Linked DNA regions of Mus musculus: region 2 is linked to region 1. Evidence: chromatin contacts called from public Hi-C data. All regions are on one chromosome and are shown on one strand. Each heading gives the region's core, a stretch centred on a gene start, on an enhancer-like site or on the middle of the called end of the contact. The rest is flanking DNA. Distances are from core to core; before and after follow the strand shown.

Region 1 (4,431 bases), core at 773-3,272:
ACTGGGGCTGACATAAAGAGCCACTCTCATTTGGGCTGTTTCCTAGAATCTCAACGAACCTCACTGGTCATTCTTCTAACCCAGTGAGCCACAGTCTCTCTCTCTCCCTTCACCTCTTCCACCCCTTTCCCTGCTGTCCCTTTATACCCTCTCTCCCTCCTTCTCGCTGAATTTATTCATCTTGATCCTGCACTCTTTTTTTTCTTTTCCTGTAGCCTTTCCCACTCCAGTCTTCCGTCACTGAGGGTTAAACACACAAGCATGCTGCAGCGAGTATTTCTAAGATAGAACGGGAGTATTCTGCAGGTTTGCGACAGGAAAAAATAAAAAGGAGTGGGTAGGAAAAGAAATAGAACCAAAGCGAATACCAAAATACTTTACAAGAATACACATGACTGACTGGAACAAAGGGAGACAGATTCCGTGTGGTTCTCAGCTACAACTGTACAGAATGGTTACTGAAAACTTGAACGGATTAGGTTTTTGAAAGAGGCAGGGAGGTTCGTTGAGCTAAGATGCTATGGAAACTAATGTTCAAGTATGATTTCCATTTCTCAGGCTTTTGGAGAAGGACTAGGTTTTGATATGCTTAGAAACGAGAGCCCGTGCATCCATTGGCACATAAATCCCTCTGCACCAGCGTTCGTCCGTTCGTCCCACGTACCCATGCTATTGCTTGCTGTAAGGGCAGCTCCCTCCTCCTGTCTTCTGAGCTCTGGTGTCTTGATGTTCCTCAACCTTGGGCAGCCAGATGCCAGAGGCAACCACGTGCAGCAGTCTGGCACTGTTCAGAGCATGCTCAGTTGCCTGCAGCCACTTCTGCGGCGGAACTCAGGGCTTGAGGTCACAGACAATACTTTGCCTCTGGGTTTGTCAGTCACAGAGAAGGAGGTCGACTGCTATCCCGTTAACAGCTTCCTGTCATCTTGACAGCTGTTCCTAACTCAGAGTGGAATACGCGGGGTCTGACAGCCTGAGCCACTTTAGTAGCGTTAATTTGCTTAATCCAACTCTCCGTGTTTTTCCAGCAGCCTATGACCAACATAGGTGTGGGGGCGGGGCTACCCTTCTTAAAAAAAAAAAAAAAAAAAACACGGTGTGGGGCGTGGCCGGAGGGGGCCAGGATAGAAGAGCCAGGGAAGAAGAGCTTGGTCACTGTCCCAGAAACTGACAAGATCTCCCTTAAATAGATAGATAGAATGATAGATAGATAGATAGATAGATAGATAGATAGATAGATAGATAGATAGATAGATAGATAGATAGATAGATAGATAGACAGACAGAAAGATAGATGATAGGTACATAATATTTAAATGCGTGTGGGATGGCAGGGGAGAGATCCACTAATATTGCAGGACTGTTCACAGAAAACTTATGTAGGTGGTAAAAATATTTTTAGAATACTTATTTTTTCTCATCAGAACAACTTAACTGCTCTTTAGAGAGAATGTCGAAACTGCAAATAATTTTAAGGGGCAGTTTTATAAATTTTCGCGGAACCACACCACTCAGAATCCACCGCAAACACCCTGCTGTGTCTTGTCGTGCCACTTCGAGGCGTCCACTGTGCTTTTGCTGTGACAGCGCGGCCGGCCGCCTAGGAGGCCCCATATGCTCCTGCTCGCGAGGTGCTGTGACAAGACAGCCTTAGAGACTAGGTTGGTTAATGCGTGGGTAGGCTGGTTGCCCGTGGCATCCAAGATGACATTCGAAGACGCCTTTGCCTGCGTGTCCTTGAACGCCACTGAGACGCGACGCTCCGGAAAGTTGAGGTGACAACGCCGGCAGCGCCCTGCCTCCCCACAATTACCAGTCACGCTGCCCTAGCACCACTGAGTCTGGAGGAAGAGGCAGGGTGGAGCGCGGGAGCACCGCCCAGTGGCCGCCCGGTCCCGCCCAGAGGCCGGGCTCTCTGAGCACGATGCTTCCCTGCAGACTGCAGGGCCAGCCCGGGGTGGGCGGAGCCCACCACCCGCAGCGGCCCGCCCCGGGCCGCGGCTGCGGCGAAAACCCGGTTGTGCAGAGTGCACCGGACCTCGGCGCCGCCGGGAGCCGCACTGGGCATGCTCGGCTCTCGCCGGCTCTGGAGCCCGTAGGTGGGAAGCTCCGGCTCCCGGCGGCGGGGCTCGTAACCCGCATCGAGAAGAGGCGCGGGCGGCGGAGGAGGTTGGTACACGCTCGGTGCTGCAGAGCTCCCCGGGTGGCCATGGCGAGAGGTGCACGGCGACCACCCGAGTGGCGCAGCGGTGTCAGGTCAGTGAGGGCACTGGGCGGGCGAGCCTGGGCGGCGGGCTACAGTAGGAGGGAGCCTCGCACCGGGTTTGTGGTCAGCGGCCGCCCGAGCTGCAGAACTTTCGGACGCCTGGGCTGGCGAGGCTACGCGCCTGGAGGTGCCCTGCTCTCCCAGCTCGTGGCTGGTCGCAGGATGCTGGAAGTACATGCAGGGCGGAGACCGGCGGGTTGGGGACAGTCGCGTCCAAGGCTCGTGCCACAACCTTCTGATGGCCAGGGGCGCGCTGTCCACAGCGCGTTAGCACAGAGCCTTCCCAATCTCCCGGGAGAAGGAGGATGCCACGCAGAGACAGGGCTCTTCGCCCAGCTGTGGATCGTTCTTGTCACGGTGCCTCAGTTTCCCCAGACAGGGAAGGGTGTACTGGCCTTTGCCCGGAAGGCGGCGTGGGGAGCTCCGAAGCGCCGCGTCCTGATGCTGCAGGAGTGTGGGAAGCAGCTGGTGCTAAGAGCTGCTTCCTTGTCTTGAGAGCTCTTGGAGTTTGTCGCATTTCCCACCATAGCAAGTTGACACCAAATTGTCTGGTGGCCTGGAATGGGGGAACGTCCTTCTTTGGCTAAAAAAGTAAATGCCGAGTCAATCCTTTTTAAGCCCGAGAATTGCTTGTCTCCCTCTTTAAATTAGCCTGGGATCGCAAATTCCAAGGTTTATAAAGCAAACTGGAAAAAAGAAAAGAAGATGTTTGCAGGTACATCAGCTGCTCACCCTGTAGAAAATATTATGGCTCCGTCGTCATTGTTTTGAAAGACACTTGTTCAAAGTGTGGTTACTGTAGCAATCTTTATTTGCTCTAGCTTTATATTAGGAACTTGGAATCAGCATTGCAGAAACAGTGGTTTTTGAAGTTTTCTCACTCCCCCCCCCCCAGGCAAAACACTTTTTTTTTAAAGTTGCTACTACACTCAACATAGTAAAATGTTCAGGATTAAATCTGCAAGATGGAAAAAGAATTGTTTTTCAGGAGAGACTAAATTAGAGCAAGGTAGTTTGCAGGCAGTGAGCTAATGCACAAAAATGCAATCTGTACCTTCTAAGGTAATGTTACTGTTTTCCCCTACAGCTACCCATATTCATCTATTAAAATACTTACAAGTTTGAGGAGCCCAGCACATGACTGGTTACATTACCTGGCTCTGTGTGATGCACCACGTTTACAATGTGCCCTGATTGCTCCACCTAGCTATGCCTTGTGCTGTTTAGAAAGAGACAAGTGGGATCTTTCCTTAGCTGTGTCTTTCTGATTGATAGCAGGGGGCTGAGCACCTAGGTCTTACAAGTGTTGCTGGGTTTGTACTTCTGTGCCCCCTGGGTTTGCTAGTGACACTAGATGAACACAACAGACCATTTCTTTTAAAAATAAATCTCCTCACACTCATGTGACCTTATTCAAACCCCACTCCTCACCCTTTTTGGCTAACAATTGAAAAATTTAAGACTATTTAAGTACCACAGCTATTGTTTAATTTGAGCTTTCAATATTTTTCTTCAAGAACTTCCAGACACTTAAATGCCAAGTAGCTACTTGCAGTAACCAAATTGTTCAGTCTCAGCCCAAGTCATATAGCGTCATTAAGCAAGTGTGTTTGTATGAATTCAGGAAATATGTAGATAGTAGTGTTTGCCTAACTTAGAATTCATTCTAGCATTTGGGATACAAGTTGTCTTTTCTAGCAAAACCCAGGGGAACACTTACAATTCTGACAGTTTCCATGGCCAGTCACATATAGTAAAAATCAGCATTAAGGTGCAAATGGTTGGTTTTAAATTTGCCGTGATACCTCTGTGGAATGGGGTTAAAAGAATAGGGGTTGGTTGGTTATGTGATTATAACTAATTAAAGGCAGACAGAGCCATTTAATACTCATGCTCCAAACAGAGGCTCTGTAAATTTATTGGTCTTGCTTCTGCCTCCACCTGAGGCCTCTTCATGCATTAAAATTTCACATTAAATTTTCTTCCCCACAAACTTTTATGGCCAGGCTTCATAAGCTGCAAGGATGAGTAAGACATCATGACTCATACCATCTAGTTGGAGTGATGTGCCCGAAGACAAATCAATTAGAGTAGAAAATAAGCGTTGCAGTCCATGTATGTGTGTGGGCCTGAAAAGAGGCAGAGAAAAATGGCCTCCTTGGGCT
Region 2 (4,431 bases), core at 1,007-3,506, 43 kb after region 1:
TAAGACAGGGCAACCTGGAATGAACTCTGAGGGCACCTCGCCCCCACCTAATGGCATCACATTCAGAAGAAAAGAACCCAATAGTTAAACTTTTTTTTTTTTTGCCTCTTTTCATGATATGAAGTTTTAAAGAGTTTTGCTTTCATCTCTGGAGACCCCACTTTTAATGCTGTATTACTAACTCAAATGAGAAGGATCACAGCATTTTTCAACAAAATCGAGAGTCATTCCCCTCCGAAAATAATGAGGCCCTCTTCTCCGATTTAAATTTAATCTCGGTAAGAATAACGAGTACTGTTATTTTATTTTTAAATACAAACAAGGGAGACTGAAACTTTAAAACAGAGATCAGAAGCCACATAGTGTGTGATGGGCATGATGGAGTTATAACTTCAGAGGCTGCATGGGCTATCAAAACAGACCCAGATGTTTAATGACCATGTGATTGCCATCAGAGGAAGTGACCATGGACAACTGCTTTCTTACTGAGGTACTGGTCTTTTTCATATGAGTTGGAGTAGACTATGCTGCTAATGGTCGCTAGTGTAGGTCACCCCTTGAAGCTCCCCTTAGAATATCATGGAAAGTCTTTAAACTGTAATAATCAATCCTTTTAAGTCAATGGGAACAAAAGTGGGTACATTAGGCGAGGTTCGTGTGTGATCTGCACTCTACAGCAGGGGTATATGTAAGTGAGGATAGTAGGATTGTCTGTGGAAATGACCAGGACAAGGCTACAGACAATTCCTGTGGAAATCAATCTGACCAGGCTTGGAGTTTGATCAGATTTACCCTTTATGAGAAATTCCTAATTGAAATATCTTATGGGTCACCTAAAGAAACCTATAGCCTGCAGCTATAAGAAGCCATGACTTCTTTTTGGGCTCTCTGGAGGGCAATTTCATACAGAAAAATTTTATTCCCAGATCTTAGAATATACAGAGTCCATGATTTTCATGAAGATTGAAAAATACTTTTGATATATCTGCCCACAGTACCAACAGGGACTAACTATTGAATGTTTTGTGATGATATGTGAACTCTATTCTATTCCGTTCTCATTCTATCCAAACCCATGTGTAGAATTCCTCATGGAAACTGCAGGGCAAGGTACCCATTCCATACAGATACTGATTTAGGATTATAAGCTAAAGGAGGCCAATTTACTATGAAATAAGATGTATGGCCAAAGAATGTTTCCAGTTTGATTTGGATTCTTTAGCCTGCAGTGGGATAGAGAGTAAGGGGATAATTTTCAAACCTTCCTCTTTAAGGCACCAGCTGTTCTTGGGATAAGAATCTCCTACTTTAAAAGGAGCTTAGCTTCATATGGAATTTCTCTATCCAAAGTCTATGCTCTGGATATTCCACAGCAGAGCCTTCAAAAATGAGAATAGAATATGAAATGTGGAAAGAATATGAAATGTGGAAAGCCTCATAACAACTCAGCTGATCGTTTCCCCCAGAAGTGAACCCCATTCTTAGAATTATTCATGGAGTCCCATTGAACATACACACACACACACACACACACACACACACACACACGTGCAACAGACTCATTTGGGCAGTTTTAAAAGTGTAACATTCGATCCCAGCACTCAACATTCAATCCCAATCTTTGGATCTGCTGTAGTCATTCTTTTAAAAATAAAAATCAATTTCAGGTCTCTGACTCATCCTGCTTATACCTCTAGCAATTTTTTTTCTTGAAATTCTGAAAATGATTCACATACATATGCATATTTAATTCTCTTAGATAATCTATAAACTTGGATGGTATTTATTCTGAATGGGAAAAATACCCAAAATTTTATATGGGGAAAAAAATCTATGTAATTTATAATGGTTTGTTTTATATATTTATATTTTCATATCTTTAGGGCATATCTGTTGTTCTCATCTTTTTGTACATCATAGTTGGCAAAAAGAAAAACTAATACTTGACTAAAATCTCTAGGAACCAAATGTGATATATGTCATACATAATGTATATAAATTGCTCTAGAAATACATGAATGTTCCCACCCAAGCCAAGCATTGTTTTGTCATGTCATTACAGCCAGAATGTCTGGGGTGCTTACAAACATTACTTTTTCACAAGGAAGACTGAAAAGCCTGATATCCTACACAGTGGCTCTCGGACTCTCTTTCCCTTCGTTATCTTATTTGTCCCTTCTTTAACTGAGCACATCCTTCTAAAGGGCAAATGAGAGCCAGTGAGAACACAAGAGGAATGAATCTAGTTATGGCTTAGGTAAATCACATTAACAGATTGGGGGCATGCTTTAAATCCCAGGTTCAGGTTGCCATTCACTGGCCTTGTGGCATCTGCTCAGTTCTATTGCACACAAAGGGTAGGGCATGAAGAATGAATGAATGCTTGCATGTTTTGAACAGGCACGGTGGACATTTAGTGCAGCATAGTGGTGACTATGGGGATACCCATGTGGCACTGGAAGAAATGTTGTAGAAAATCAAATCAGCTACTTTTTTCTTACACACTTTGAAGTAGTATGTTTATTCCTGTGTTAGAACTTTTAACTGGCAGTCCCAGTGATTACATGAACTAGGGATTTCCTTCCCATGTCTTCATTTGGTAAGAAATAGACCATCAAAGTCTCTTTAAAACAATGTTTTCTCAGTACATTCAACTGCTTTCCTCCATATGACTTAGCACATCCTCTCAGAAACCCCATAAGTAAATTTTGTTTTTATTGTTGCTTCTCAAACACTTACTGGTAGTCTTTAAATATCACTCAAACTCCATTATGTATTTACACACAGTTTTGAACATATATTAACTTTAAGATATTGATTTTACATTTCACCAATAAAGCCTTCAAACCAATAACGAAGTTCATTTTATTAATAGCCTTTTATGATTTCTTCAGAGATTAACAGGCTTTGATGAAACAAACCATTGGTGAGTAAAATAATCAAATAGTACATAATTATTATATTTTCCAAAAGACTAAGTGGTTGATTATTATACAAAAAAATCTCATGTAAGAAGTATGCTCTTTGAATGACTTTTCTTTTCCTTAAAATGGGCATGTAAGGGGCTAGCTCTGAGACTACTAAAATCACTAAAGATAGCTAGAATAAAGCTAGAAAGTAAATCATTCTAAGAGCATCATTATGGAGAAAATGAATTTTTATTATTTAACCAATTATAAAAGCCTCAAAATGCATCTCTAATACTACAGAACCATGAACAGTGAGTTGGTTTCAAAGAATATGTTCGCATCTATTTTTTGGTTTACTGTGCTTCACTAGTTCTGAACATTCTTTGTTAAACTGGGAATGAGAAATGAGATAGAAGATGTATCAGGAAGAAATAAGAAATAATTTAAAGGTATAAACAAATGACTAAGCTAGAAGTTGGTATCACTGTAGTAAAGAGAAACCATGGCTTGTGATCCATCCTGTAGTCTGATTGTTGCTTTAATAAAGGGTTTACACAGGTGTGTGTCATGTGTCATATCTTACCTGAAGAGCATTGCATTGTGACCTGAATTCTACCTTGCAAATGATATGAAATCTGTTTCCCCACTTTTTTTTTTGCACCTGCAGTGCTTCTTGGGAAATGTGGAAAATGAATTCATTTCTATCCTAGTTCAGAACTATATCCCAGTTCTACCATGACCAACTTTATAGAGCAGTTTATCTCTTCCATATAAATTTTAGCCATACCATCAATTCGAGAATCCTTCTGGAATTAGTCTGGACCAGGAAACTCACACATCTTAAGCATCACACAGAAAGAATGCACCTGTAGTAGAAATTCTTTGAGTCGCCTGAACACCACCAGACCAAGGTTGAATCCAAAGACTCAATGAGTAGGTTCTTCATGGTCAAGTAAACTGCAAAAGCTCCAATCCTTTTAGATGTCATGTGGGGTGAGTAAGAAAGACTAAAATAACTGTGGAAAAGAACTAGAGCATTCTGCTATAGGTAGAGCAACTACTCTAAGTAGGCCAGACACAACAGCTGATTGTGTTACCCAAGACACATTGTATATAGCATCCGTCTGTTCTTTTGCTTGAACAACAGAAAGATTTAAGAGGTTTACATTAGCATTATTGAGCAAATTCTAAGCTGCACCATGACAGGAGAAAAATGAGAAAGGTTGTCCTGGTAAACTTGAGCTGATATGTATCACAAAGACCCAAAACAGTACTGATGATTTTCTTTTCAGGTTCTGGAATGCAGTGTTCATAAGTGGATAAGGTTGAGTCCAGTGCTTGTGACTTTCAAAGAAGCATATAGATGTAGAGTTGAAAATCAAGCATCAGGTTAGCTGATGTAGTCTTCTCTGGGACATCACTGACAAGTAGTTCGTCTCAGCTTGGAATTACAAGGGAGAACCCCTTACCCCGGAAGTAAAATATTCTACTGTTTTTTTTTTTTTTAGGTGCTGAGTCAAAA

The links. A called contact is a pair of places that touch in the nucleus more often than the background predicts.
Region 2: a Hi-C map of rod photoreceptor shows a contact between it and region 1, with 2.3 times the contacts expected there. The contact joins the enhancer-like site here to the promoter of Mfap3l in region 1. A contact is called at or near these places in 4 of 484 Hi-C or Micro-C datasets (cerebral cortex, neural progenitor cells and rod photoreceptor), 1 of 115 datasets of contacts at active chromatin or transcription factors (embryonic stem cells) and 3 of 9 other capture datasets (adipose tissue, liver and pancreatic islet).

What each region holds. Positions count from the first base shown.
Region 1 is chr8:60,630,803-60,635,233 of GRCm38.p6, forward strand. Mfap3l (microfibrillar-associated protein 3-like) reads left to right here and starts at 2,023. Exons shown (of 3, transcript NM_027756.5): 1 at 2,023-2,256. It overlaps Gm34730 (a long non-coding RNA gene), which reads right to left and starts at 1,053. Exons shown (of 3, transcript XR_379010.3): 1 at 665-1,053.
Region 2 is chr8:60,673,260-60,677,690 of GRCm38.p6, forward strand. Mfap3l (microfibrillar-associated protein 3-like) reads left to right here. Exons shown (of 3, transcript NM_027756.5): 3 at 1-3,472. Among named protein-coding and RNA genes, the nearest start is that of Mfap3l, 43 kb to the left of the region's middle. Within about 2 kb of position 2,257, at least 2 of the 459 cell types and tissues checked have an H3K27ac peak or open chromatin away from gene starts, as enhancers often do. A contact at or near this core is called in rod photoreceptor, where this site is marked.